2 separate regions of the Gossypium hirsutum genome follow, and region 2 is linked to region 1. The links are chromatin contacts, called in public Hi-C maps. All regions are on one chromosome and are shown on one strand. The core of a region is the stretch at or near the end of the contact, and the rest is flanking DNA. Distances in the headings are between cores, read along the strand shown.

Region 1 (3,928 bases), core at 361-2,860:
ATTAGCAAACAAACATTCAGCAAAACATTTCATTTTCAAAGTCTACAAGACTTAAATCAATGTTCTGCACATACAGACATAGCATAGTTACAGAATTTTGCAGTTTTCTATAAGGCTGAGATGTGCAATGCACTAGCAGTAGAAACATTAATCTCCAGTGTATCTATCCGTCTAATACGAATATGTAAAAGGAACAGAGGTTGCTGCTCTTATAGAATTTAATCTATGTGCTTACAACAAAATCTGCTATATGATATTTGTAAGATATTGAAATATGAAGGTTTTGCTCAAATACTTGAATTTCTTCATGTTGGTTTTCTATTTTCTTAAAGTATCAGTATTTGAATTAATTTAACTACGTCAGCTCCTTGGTATTTGAATCATGCAAAAAGCAGATTCTCAAGCTTTATTACGGGTTAGTATAATATACAAAAAATTGCCACAAAACCATGGAAAGAAGAAAAATCCAACTTACTGAATGGAAGTGCTTGACATCCTCCTCAAAGATGTAAGCTGGAGTCAAATCAGTTCCACCACCAAACCACCATTGTCTAGGTGCTCCAGGAGTATCTGCACATTTTCAAGAGAGGTTACCACCTAAGCTTAAAGCACTTAACTTCAAAGCTCAAAATGCCTAATGCAACTCATACCAAAGCAAACCATACAGCATAATATACATTGCTACTGAATTGCAAATAAGAAGAAATGCATTGTTTTTGTTAGATTATTATGGGGATAGATAACGACTCTCTAGTCTCTACCTAACGGAAGCTTAGTTCTTGAAATCAGGTAACACTGTAAAACTACCCGGGTTCTAAAGTTACCACTTCAATATTCACTGTTCAAGAACTTAATAATAAATAATTGACGATAAAGTAAGTACCTTTCGGAGCATCAGTCTCAAAATACCTATAATTAAAATGCAATGTAGGAGCAAACGGATTCTTCGGATGCAAAACCTGCCACAAAAAAAAAAAGTTACCAAAACGATAGCAAGTATCCGCATTTTCTCCTTTGAAAGAAATAGCGATAACTGATGAATTACGGAGCTGATGCCAGCGGCGAAAAAGGGAACGGGACCGGGCTTCTGATCGGCAGCAGAAGCCTTGGCAGCTCGATAGGCTTCAGGAGGCATAACTCCATAAACAACAGAGATATTAACACCAGCTTTTTCAAAAACAGCACCATCTTGCAACACTCTGCTAATTCCTCCACCTCCTCCGGGCCTGGTCCAAGCGTCCTCCTTGAACTTCCCGGCTCCGTCGAGAGCCTCCAGGGCGCCGCACACGCTTTCCTGCATCTCCAGTATCATACTCTGGAAGCGCGACCTGATGGACCCGTTATCTTCGCCGTCGGTTTGACGGAGGAAAGTGTGGGGCCTCTCGGAGATTACAGTTTCTTTCTCGATGGAAACGGCGGAGGTCGTCATGGGTCTGCGGATGGGAGGAGAAGTGAAATTGGTGAGGGTGATGGAGGTGGCGCCAAAAGGGCAGAAGCTTAAGTGAGGTTTCTTGGAAGGAGCGAAAGATACGGAAAGGGTAGCAGTGGCTGTTGGCATTGCAATATTTTGGAACGGATAATGAGTTTTGCAGAAATTTAACACAAATTTTGAAACTAAAAAAGGTTAAAGGAGGGAATGAAATCGTTTTTTATATAAAAATCTCCAAATTTTTTTATTAATTATAAAAACGACTCATTAGCTAAAATTAATAATAAAAGTTGTTGGAGTAAAAAAAACAATAATAATAAATTAAGGTCACCTATTTCTCATGCCAGCCAATCACTGAGAGTTAAAATTATTTTTTTTTTAATAGAGTCAGTTTATTTGGCGTAAGTCATATAAATATCACTCTAATATTAATATTTCTAAATATTTTGGGAGCCAAAAAATAAATAATAGTGGTGGAGCTAAATGAAAAAAACTATGATTTTGATTTTGTTCAAGACCAATAGTATTTTGTCTTACAAATTAAAAAATATCATGTTTAATTGCAACATGAGTAAGTCGACCGAGTAAGTTTTTCGGTGTTAATATTTTGCAGCTCAGACACTGCTGATATTTGATAATCTCACCCATGCGGTTCGATTTGTGATTCCAATAGACTTTTAAACATCTCGATGACCCAGAGAATCCCAAATAATTCACTCATTAGCTACAAAACCAATTTGAACTCGTTATCGTCCTACCACAGACAACGAAAAGACTTACATAATCAATTTGAACATGTTATCAAATAAATCACTAGCAACTGAGACCCCTATTTTGACTTAAAATTTTCAGCGCATATGAAATTAAAGAATCAGATCTACACTCCCGAAAAGGACTATTAAATTTATTTTTGCCAAAGCTCCGCCAGATTATCGTTAATTAAAACATACCTTCAAATTATAAAATTTTCTAAATAAACAGAAAGACAAAAACATAAAAATGAAATAAAAAACAATCATGATCTCCCTCTCTTTCATCCTCTAACTTAATAAAATTAAAAAAAAAATATTCACCTTAGACTGAATTGCCATTGAGGTATATATAGTCCTTAGATTACGCCAAAAAGAATAGTTCTATCAAAATAAAATTTATTTTTATTAAAAAAACAATTTAAACGAAAACTCAAAAAATGACAACATGCTGGTCACACCATTTTCTACGGCTCCACCAAATAATATAATAATTTTAGTTTTAAAATTAAAATAAAAATCACTTAAAAAGATATTAACATAATAAAGGTGGTGGCACTAATCTATTTGGCTCCACCACTATTATTTATTTTTTGGCCCCCGAAATATTTAGAAATACTAGTATTAAAGTAGTATTTATATAAATCACGCCAAATAGATTGGCTCACCAAAAAATTAATTTTTTTAATTCTAGCAGCTAATGATTTGTTGACGTGGCATGTGGTGGTGTCAATCTCTTTAAATCCACTAAATTTTATTATTCATTTTAGGTCATTTACGTGTATAATAAAAAAAGTGAATGTTTTTTCAATTAATAAAAAATTTCGGATTATTTTATAAAAAAATCGAATGAAATGAATAAATTAATGTTTATGTTATGGTCTAGGGTATTTCAATCCAAACCATCCTTTTAAATAAAAAAATTGATAAATGATTTTTTTAATCCAAGCCCAAAAAAATAAAAGTGATTTTTCAATACATTTACATTTTAAACCTTATTAATAGTTACAACCGTATAGCTTTGCACTTTCAATTCACACTGCCATAAAGCCAAGCGTCATTATGGCCATTTACTTTGACATCTCTACTTCCAAGCTAATCCACGGTTCAAGGTAAGTCCTTCATCTCCTTTTTTTTTTTTTTTCTTTTTTCATTTTGATTTTGAACAGTATATTTCGGATACACTCTCTAATATTAATGAGACACGAAGAAAATAAAAGATGAAAATGCAATTAATGATATTCATATGACAAGACGAGTAAGATGTGGCTAAGATGGAATGAATCACACTAATGAATTTCAATATGAGCCTTAACAATTACATCAAAAAAGGAAATCTATTGAGGTTGGATCTCATTTTAAAATTAAAAATTCTCAAAATAAATTGGAGGGGTTACATGATTACTTAACAAAATAAAAAATTTATGTAGTGCAGTTGACAATATGAGTCAAACTATGTCTTTCTTGACTCTTGTTATGAATCCATATGGAATTTCATAATTTATCAAAATGTTTGATAACTTGTTAAAGGGAATTCCAAAAACTAATTAACTTTATCGCTCTCAAGTTATTAATCAACAAGGAGAAGTGAATGTGTTTTTATCAATATCTCTGAATATTAAAGTTCGGTGATTTAAGAAGGAAGTGGAGAAGAGTTTGAAATTTTCTAGTATTATTAACCCTTGAGATATGCATCACTGAACTTCTCTAGGTTCCTTTTACTTTTAATAGTTATGTTTTAATCCTTAGT
Region 2 (3,928 bases), core at 1,056-3,555, 190 kb before region 1:
AATTATATCAAATATTGATGTAAATTGGGGTTTCAAAAGTAAGTTTTATAATCTAGTAACTATATTCTGCTTTCAAAGTAGAGATATAAGGTCAATTATTTCATTAGGTCGATATTTATTACTAATTTTGATATTTCTTTAAGCAATTCTCTCTTTTCTTTTAAAAAAAATCTATTTCTTTCTCTTTAAGCTAGGGACATGAATCTTTTGGTGTTTACGAAGCATTTTTAGCTATGAAAATTGAGAAGACAAGAAAATAAAATGGAGGACGATTTTGTTTTACCTTGGAGGCATTCATCGAGAAGGGCATAACTAAATAATTTTCAACTATTCTCTCATCAACAACTTTGATTTAATGAAAAATCAAATAGTACAACTTATGATGCTCAAATTTAAGAAATTGTTATATCTTAAGTTACTTTGATTTATGTTTGAGATAAATCACAAAACTACACATAAATTTTGGTGCAATGTGTAATATTATACATGAACTTTGAGTTTGTGCACTTTTATATATGAAAATTTGATTTAATCTAATTTTTATAAACAACTAACATCATTATCAATATAACATCAATTTATGTTTACATACTATATACACAATTAATTATACTTACCCAATTCAAGCACAAATTGATGTATTCATTTATTTAAATATATACAATTGAAATAAAATTAAAATTTTATGTATACATTTGAACGAAAAATAAAATTTAATGTAACTTCGTGTATCAAATTACACATTATATCAAAGTTCTTGTATAGTTTTATATTTATCCCCTTATGTTTTTTATTTTTGAGTAGACTATAGTAACATTTAAAAAAATATTAAGTTATTTTTATTATTGGATTATATTTACATTTTGTTCCATTGGAATCTAACCCTAGATTAATCTTTTGATTTTAATACATAAGAAACATTATACTTTGTTTGTGACAAATAATTATTCAAAAATTAAAATTACAAGTTTTATATAGGTAAAAAGAAAAGCCAAAAGCTTTGAATGGAAAACGAAAAACTTGGTCAATTAAATTTTATTTATGTCCTTTTCATTTAAAGGAAATGTTAAAAATACTAAAAATATTATTATATTAATATTTAGCATTTAAGAATATTCCAAATTTAATAAAAAAAATTATAACTATTATCATAATAATTTCAGACTCCAGACATGAACTTATGAACTTGAAAGAATTCTATTCCAAATTTAATGCTATATTATTGGGGTTGGAAATTTTTTCAAAGAAGATGCTAGTTTTGAGTAATATTTTATTTATTTATATTAATTTTCTTTTAAAAATTTCAAACTGTTTTAAAATCTTTGAAAACGAAATAGTGGTAATTATGTAAGGGACATTTCATACTAGAAAAGCCAAAGCCTGAAGGAAAAAAGCGTTAGCTTTGGTTATAGGAACAATGCTTTAGTAGTAAATCCATAAACATAGTAATTTCAATTAGATTTCAAGTAATTTTATTCTTCAACTTTAATTATAAAAAAATTATTTAAATTATTAAGTTTATGAATATAGATATATAACAATAATATTATTTCTTTTTAATAGTTTAATATCACGTTAGTAATTTCATCATAATTTCAAAATTTTTATTTAAATTTAACTTTTTTAAGATGAAAATCCCAATATAGCATTAAATTATTAAAAAAAGAGATACAGATAATATAACGCCACTATTTCATATCATTCTTTTCAATAGTATATCACCTTATAATAATATTAATTATAGATAAAATGATGTAATTTATTTTTAACTATTTTAAGCATTCAATAATTTAATTTTAGTCTTAATCCCAACAATTTCTATTTTTTTATCTCCATCTTGCCTCTTATTGTTTTATGTAATTATTTTTTTAAAATAAAATTTTAAAGTTGATTTTCATATTTGTTGAATATATATTATGTTTGACTCTTTATATAATGTAATATATATATATATTTATTTTGACAATAAATCTAATAAAAGAAAAAAGAAAGAAGAAATATTGAAAAGAAAAAAGAAACACACTTAAATGAAAATTGGTAGCTAACTATATTTACTACAGTTTGGTCTTCTTCTAAAGTTTCAACTCCCATTTTATTGCCTGGTCCGTTGCCCCTTTCAAAGACTTTTCTCTTTCTCTCTTGATTTATGGCCAAACCCAGTGGACTCTCCATTGATTCAGATCCCAATATTTAACTGTTCTTAATTCCTTCCCCCCTACACACTTCCTCTTCAACAACAACAACGACAATCCCAAGTACTGCACCACCAGAGCTTCGATTCCCACGACTGTGTCTCTGCCCGCCATGGATGATGCTTCCACACCAAGCAGGTCTCCTCCACCACCCACCATTCAGTTCCCTGTTAATCCCAACTGTACCAACGATGAAATCCCCCGGAGGGTCATCGGCGAAATGGATTTTTTCTCCGAAAAGAATCATAAACTCGTCGATGATCACGTTGATGATTCCGATCATGCCAATGCCACCGACATCAATGACTCCATCGATCGAACTGCACTCGAGCTTAACGTTAACGTAAGTCGCGAACCCACTTTCAGTTTTGAATCTTTGAATTAGAATTCATATATAAATGTATATTTTATTGTTGAATTTCAGACTGGTTTGAATTTGTTAACGACGAATACCAGTAGCGATCAATCCTCAGTGGATGATGGTATCTCTTCAAACATGGAAGATAAAAGAGCTAAAAATGAGGTGACCCTTTTGATTAAAAACCGAAGAATTGGAAATTTCGATCGATTTAAGATCATGTTATAATTTTTTTTTACGTGCCATTGATTTGTTTTTTTTAGCTAGCGGTTTTACAAGTTGAGCTTGAACGGATGAACACCGAGAATCAACAGCTAAGGGAGATGTTGAGCCAAGTTACAAGCAACTACAACACCGTGCAAAAACATCTGGTCACCCTTATGCAACAACAACAAGATGGAAAACCTGAAAAAAACGATGAACAAAAGAAATCTAATGGAGGACTAATTGTGCCGAGACAATTTATGGATCTCGGTATAGCTGCTGCTGCTGCTGCGGAAGTCGATACGGATGAACCATCGCTGTCTTCGACGGAAGGGAGGAGTCACGATCTGTCCGGATCGCCTAACGTGGAGGTAGCATCCAAGGAATTCAGATCGAGGAAGCGTGGGAGTAGCGAAGAAGGCCGGGGAATCGGAAGAGAAGATAGCCCCGATGGTAATAAGGTTCCAAGGTTTAATTCTTCGAAAACTGTTGATCAAACTGAGGCTACCATGAGGAAGGCACGGGTTTCTGTTCGAGCTAGATCAGAGACTCCCATGGTATTTTCTAATTCTATCGAATTGAATTGTATCGAATTATATGATTTATTTTATAAGTTAAATTGATTTGGAATCTCTTTTTCTCAAAGATTACCGATGGATGCCAATGGAGAAAGTATGGGCAGAAAATGGCCAAAGGAAATCCATGTCCCAGAGCATATTATCGATGTACCATGGCCGCTGGTTGCCCTGTTAGAAAACAGGTTTTTTTTCATTCCTTTGGAAACTTTATATTCATTTTAATTAGGGATTGGTGAAGGATCTGCATTAACTATCAAACGTCAAAAGTTCGTTGCACTTAAAATTTAATTAACACTAACATAATAGAGACTAGTCATGAGGAGTTGCTTCACATTATTGGAGATATTTGATTAATAAGTTAGTGGCTTGTGTTTAACCTAATTTTGCTCACATTTATTGATAATCAATGGGAAAATAGTTATATAGATATTCATACGAGTTAAGATGAAGTAATTGTAACAGGTACAAAGATGTGCAGAAGATCGAACGATTCTCATCACAACATATGAAGGCAACCACAACCATCCTTTGCCTCCGGCAGCAATGGCGATGGCTTCAACGACATCGTCGGCTGCACGAATGTTGCTATCCGGTTC

What was found. A called contact is a pair of places that touch in the nucleus more often than the background predicts.
Region 2: a Hi-C map of leaf shows a contact between it and region 1, with 2.3 times the contacts expected there. The contact joins the promoter of LOC107955640 here to the promoter of LOC107955637 in region 1. A contact is called at or near these places in 7 of 34 Hi-C or Micro-C datasets (callus, hypocotyl and leaf).

The regions. Positions count from the first base shown.
Region 1 is chrA07:86,499,707-86,503,634 of Gossypium_hirsutum_v2.1, reverse strand. LOC107955637 (oxygen-dependent coproporphyrinogen-III oxidase, chloroplastic) reads right to left here and starts at 1,610. Exons shown (of 9, transcript XR_005929828.1): 1 at 1,046-1,610; 2 at 884-959; 3 at 476-570.
Region 2 is chrA07:86,690,113-86,694,040 of Gossypium_hirsutum_v2.1, reverse strand. It overlaps LOC107955640 (probable WRKY transcription factor 31), which reads left to right and starts at 2,305. Exons shown (of 5, transcript NM_001327643.1): 1 at 2,305-2,535; 2 at 2,617-2,715; 3 at 2,814-3,311; 4 at 3,401-3,514; 5 at 3,795-3,928. The coding sequence starts at 2,305.